Linked DNA regions of Sus scrofa: region 2 is linked to region 1. Evidence: chromatin contacts called from public Hi-C data. All regions are on one chromosome and are shown on one strand. The core of a region is the stretch at or near the end of the contact, and the rest is flanking DNA. Distances in the headings are between cores, read along the strand shown.

The links. Hi-C and Micro-C count contacts between places; a contact is called where the count stands out from the background.
Region 2: a contact with region 1 is called in a Hi-C map of epiblast stem cells, with 1.6 times the contacts expected there. The contact joins the promoter of ECH1 here to the promoter of MRPS12 in region 1. A contact is called at or near these places in 2 of 5 promoter capture datasets (fetal liver and liver), 6 of 47 Hi-C or Micro-C datasets (epiblast stem cells, heart right ventricle, liver and 3 more) and 2 of 2 datasets of contacts at active chromatin or transcription factors (alveolar macrophages and skeletal muscle).

The regions. Positions count from the first base shown.
Region 1 is chr6:47,727,204-47,729,903 of Sscrofa11.1, forward strand. It overlaps MRPS12 (a long non-coding RNA gene), which reads left to right and starts at 1,315. Exons shown (of 3, transcript XR_002344649.1): 1 at 1,315-1,402; 2 at 1,695-1,762. SARS2 (serine--tRNA ligase, mitochondrial) reads right to left here and starts at 1,191. Exons shown (of 17, transcript XM_021094351.1): 1 at 827-1,191. The coding sequence starts at 1,093.
Region 2 is chr6:47,637,594-47,640,293 of Sscrofa11.1, forward strand. It overlaps ECH1 (enoyl-CoA hydratase 1), which reads right to left and starts at 1,368. Exons shown (of 10, transcript NM_001044607.2): 1 at 1,322-1,368; 2 at 425-626; 3 at 203-291. The coding sequence starts at 1,361.

The DNA.
Region 1 (2,700 bases), core at 65-2,564:
GCCCAGGTTCGATCCCTAGGAACTTGTGCATGCCTCCAGGGCAGCCAAAAAAAGTAACTTCTCTGAGCCTTAACTTCCTCACTGATAAAGTAGGGGAAATAGCTGTACCTACCTCACAGGATTGTTGTGAAACTTAAATGAGACTAATCTGTATAAAGCACTTAAAATAGGATGGCTGGGGAGGAGCTCCAAGAGATGGCTGGGAGGATTCCGAGTTCCCATCATCCTTAGCGCCCCAACAGGGTCTAGAAATATGGTGACACCGGTTCTAGTTCCCCAGCATGTAGTATTATATAGGTGCTAGCTTTGCGATTATTATCATTCGCTGTCTTATTCTCAACACCTGGAACTTAAGGTAGGCGCTCCCTAAATATCTTTCAAAGGATTAAATAACACTATTTAACTGCCTGATACTCGTGGGTAGGTGCAAACTCTACTTTTCAATCTCCAAAGGCAAGAGGCTCCCCTCACCTCTGATTCACATCTTTGTCCGGCATTTCCCTCTGTGGCCTTAGGGTAAGCCTGGTTCGACGTCGGAGCACATTGGCAGACAGTAGTAAGTTCTTAGTGCAGAGTGGGTACTCAACAAGCCATATGGAACAGGAGCATCATGGATATCTAGACTGTAGGGCCTTGGCACTCCACGGATAACTGGCACGTACGTGAGTGCCAAACACGTTTGCTAAACTTGGGAAGAAACTAAAATCCTGCGATAAGACCGCCCCCTCCTGGAGAATATCTGGCACGCCCACTTCGTCCCTAGAGCGAACAGCCAATAAGCAAAGCGGCCAGGCCTGGCAATGCCGGCCAGCGCAAGCGCACTCACGATCGCCGGCAGGTCGTCAGATCGCAGCTCCCCCTTGCGGAGATCCAAGGTGCGCGCCGCCTCTTCCGGGTATGCGCACAGCGGCTCCATGTCCAGCTGAGGGAGCGCGCTGTAGCCTTCACGTGCGTGCTCGTACAGGAGGTTCCTGTCTCGCCTCTCCGTAGCGAAGCTTCTCCTTGGGCTCTGGTTGCAGGCATAGCCTCCCCGGAGCCGCAGGCCCCGACTAGCCACCAGAGGCCACAAACGCCGCACCATGGACGCAGCCATCTTGGAAGGGGGACAAAAAGTCGCGCACTCTTCATCCCGCCCACTACGCGTTTAGACCAATTGTAAAGCAGCTCTTCTCCGGGACTAGCCAATCAAACTTTGGAAGGAGTGAGCCCCTCCCATGCCTCAAAAAACACTGTTCTGGGAGAACAGTTGGCCGAGATTGACATTATCGTTGCCCAATCGTCATCTGTTCCCCGCCCCTTCAGTGTACCGGGAAGGGCAGAGCCAGCCAATCCCTGCCGGGATAATTCCATTCAGTTAGAGGTCAGATTTGGCGTGTCGGCGGACCGGGCTAGTGTCGGAAAGGTAGACGGGATTCTCGGGTCCTCGAAACCTCCCCGGGTCTCCCCTCAGTTTCCCTTTTCCTCTTGTATGTGAGCAGGGGCGGTTGAATCCCCGAGAGGCTATTCAGAGCAAGACTAAATTTACGGAGGGACTTTCTCTGTTAGCGGCTTTAGGAGTTGTGGTTATACAGTCGGAGGAAATCCCTTAGATTTAAACGGAAGAGTCCGAGAGCGGGATGGGGAGATTTGGCCCTTCCCCGATCACGGACACTTTCCCCTCCTTCTCTATCTGAATCTCTCATCCCCTAAAACAGGGACCCTTCAGGCGGCGGGATGTCCTGGTCCGGCCTTCTCCGTGGCCTCGGCACGTCCCTAAACTGTGGTAAGTAGGGGACTAGGGCTGCAGAGCCGAGGCTAGGTGAGGGTTATCCCCCCTGGGACTTGCATCCTCTGCCGAGGGAATCAAGGTTTTAAATCAGGGAGGATACACGATGGCTTTTGGCGGAGCTGGTGTTGCAAGGGAAGGGGGTGGGAAGTAGTTGCATTGAGGGCTACTATGGGTCAGGGGGGTGTCAGGAGTTTGGGTCGGTTATTTTTTTCAGCAAATAATATTAAATATTTCCCTTGGGTGAGACGTCCAAGCAAAGTGTTGAAGTTGTTCATTCAACTGGTATTTTCCAAGAGCCTAGTACATGCCGGGCACTGAGAGGGAAGCTTTATTATGAACCTGTTTCTTCCACAAATACCAAATGTTTCTCACAGGTCATGCTCTTTGTGAGATATTCCACCTGCGTATTCACTCTTCAAACCTTTGTTAAGCTCCTTCTTTCTTTCCTTTTTTTTTTTTTTTTTTTTATGCCCAAATATGGAATTTTCCAGGCTAGGGGTTGAATCGAGCTGTAGCTGCCAGCCTACACCACAGCCACAGCAACATGGGATCTGAGCCACATCTGCGACCTACACCACAGCTCACTGCAACGCAAGATCCTTAACCCACTGAGTGAGGCCAGGGATCGAACCTGCATCCTCATGGATACTAATTGGGTTCGTTTCCACTGGGCCACAACAGGAACTCCCTGTTAAGCTCTTTTTTGACATTGACTAGGGATCACAGGGCTGAACAAGACAGATCTCTGCCCTGCTTGGGGAATCTGGGCTAGGTTGACGTGCGGATCACACAGTGCTTAGGAGGCAGGAGGAGCTCTAATGATGGTGCCTACCCTACAGATGAGCACACTGAGGCCCTGAGGTGAACAGTCGTGCTCGGCGGCGGTGGCACATCACTAAGGAGAGACTTCTAGGAATCCCCTTTGAGGATTC
Region 2 (2,700 bases), core at 118-2,617, 90 kb before region 1:
ATAATAATAAATAAATAAACTATACTTCAAAAAAAAAAAGAATGAAAACCCAGATTTAAGAGCCCATGAACCTGTCAATTTCTGTATTTGAAAATGTTGAAAGTTGAAGTTAGAAGCTGCTTGAAACCCTAATTAAGAAGCCTTGATCTCTCTCCAGGAGCAGGGGAGGGTGGCAGGGGTGGGTATGGAGAGCACGTGGTACCTGAAGTGAACATTTTTCCTGCACCAGAGATCACCACCGCACGACAGTCAGGGTCCTGTGCGATCTTGTTGAAGCACACCACCATCTCTCTGCGGAAAGGGAAGGAGGCAAGGGCTGTCTGGGGGGGCGGGGGGAGTTCCCTGCTCTCAGGTCCTCCCCTGCCCAGTCCCTTAGCCCCTGCCTCCTCCTGCAGACAGGCCTCTCAGGACCTGCAGACCAGACCTCCAGAAGGCTCTGTTCATGGCATTTCTCTTCTCTGGCCGGTTTAGCTGCACATGAAGCACATGTTTCTGGACAGCTGTCACCTGAAGGGACTCATAGTTGTGACCTGGAGCTTCGCTGGGAGCAGCTTTGGAAGCCTCCTCTTGTGTAAAGGAGCTCATGGGGTGAAGACTAAGGCTGAGGTTGGTGGGGGCTGTCAATCCTGGAGAGACAAAGGAAGAGCATTTTTTTTTTTTTTTTTTTTTTTTTTGTCTTTTTGCCATTTCTAGGGCGGCTCCCGCGGCATATGGAGGTTCCTAGGCTAGGGGTGGAATCAAAGCGGTAGCCACCGGCCTACACCAGAGCCACAGCAACGCGGCGGGATCTGAGCCGCGTCTGCGACCTACACCACAGCTCACAGCAATGCTGGATCGTTAACCCACTGAGCAAGGGCAGGGATCGAACCCGCAACCTCATGGTTCCTAGTCAGATTTGTTAACCACTGAGCCAGGACGGGAACTCCCAGGAAGAGCATTTTATGACCCCAAATTGGGAGAAGAGCACCTTCAAAAGCAGAGGGCACACATCCATCTCAGTGACATTAGATTGGGGAACGCAGGCCTGTTAAGAGGCCTTGGTTCAGGAAGACACAGGCTTTTAAGATTAGGGTGCACTCACCAGTGGCCTCGGTCTGAGGGCCACTTCAAACCCGCGAAGGTGGTACTGACACTAGATTGGAGACACTGAGCTGACAGCTACCCCACGGTAGGACACGGGCCCTTTGCATAGGAGCACATGGACCCCTGAGTTTAATAAGGCGTGAGGACCTTGCTTGACCCCAGACAGGCCTCTCCGTTCTACAGTCGCCATGACAGGACGACAGCTCAATAGACCCCCAGAAGTCAAGAGATGACTCACGCCGAGTCAGCAAGCTGCGCACTCTGTGAAAAAACGCCATTGCCACTGCCGTCATTGCGACTGAAACGCCGGAATAGCCCGACGAGAGGAAGTTAAGGGGGCGGGCACAAGGGCCGCCATGTTGAGCGAGGGCATCGAAGCCGCATCCAAACAGCGGTGACACCCCTATTCCCGCCATCTTTACTAAGGGCAACCGGAAATCGCCTTCTAAATTTGCCGGCCTTTGGCTCGCCCTGGGAACCTTTGGCACAATAGGAATCTGGCCTGAGGCGATAATTCACTGTCCCCGAACATTCTGTGCAGGGGCCACCACAGCTCTTTCGTAATGGTGAACGAATTGGAGAGAGATGAGTGTCCAAGTCCGTAATGGCAGAATAATCGGAGCCCTGCCAGTTTGTAACCATGCACTTGTACCATATTAACTAAAAAGAAAAATTTCCTACTGAGATTATCCAGTAAAAGTATAGACCAACATTAAGTGCTGACTATATAATTCGAATTCCCACACCACTGGGCGGGCCGGGGGCGGGGGTGGGGTGGGTAGGGGTTGTACTATTTTACCTTGAACACAGCGGAAACCTGGATCTGGAGACGACACTAGATTAAGGTCCCTGGGATTCAAGAGGGCTGAAGAGGCTATTTATGTGGCTCGTAAGTACATGTTCTTTTTTTTTTTTTTTTTTAATGTAAGTTCCTGAGCCAGGGGTCGAGCCACAGCCACTGTAGAAGCAACACTAAGTAGTTATCCTGCAAGCCACATGGGAAGTCCATTAAGTACGTGTTCTTAATAAATATAAGGGTTTTTTGGGGGGGTACTGCTTTTAGGGCCACACCTGCAGCATGTGGAGGTTCCCAGGCTAGGGGTTGAATTGGAGCTACAGCTGCTGGCCTACACTACAGCCACAGCAATGCTGGATCCAAGCCACTTTTTTTTTTTTTCTTTTTGCCTTTTGAGGACCACTCCCACAGCATGTGGAGGTTCCCAGGCTAGGGGCCTAGTCTGAGCTGTAGCCACCGGCCTACACCAGAGCCACAGCAACGCGGGATCCAAGCCACGTCTGCAACCTATACCACAGCTCAAGGCGACACTGGACCCTTAACCCACTGAGCAAGGCCAGGGATGGAACCCGCAACCTCATGGTTCCTAGTCAGATTCGATAACCACTGAGCCACAACGGGAACCCCCCAAGCCACTTCTGCGACCTATACCACAGCTCATGGCAATGCAGGATCCTTAATCCACTGAGTGAGGCCAGGGACCGAACTCGCAACCTCATAGTTCCTAGCCAGACTTGTTTCCACTGCGTCAAGCCTGGAACTCCTAAATATAAGGTCTTTTAAAATCACTTTGGGGAGTTTCCGTTGTGGTGCAGCAGAAA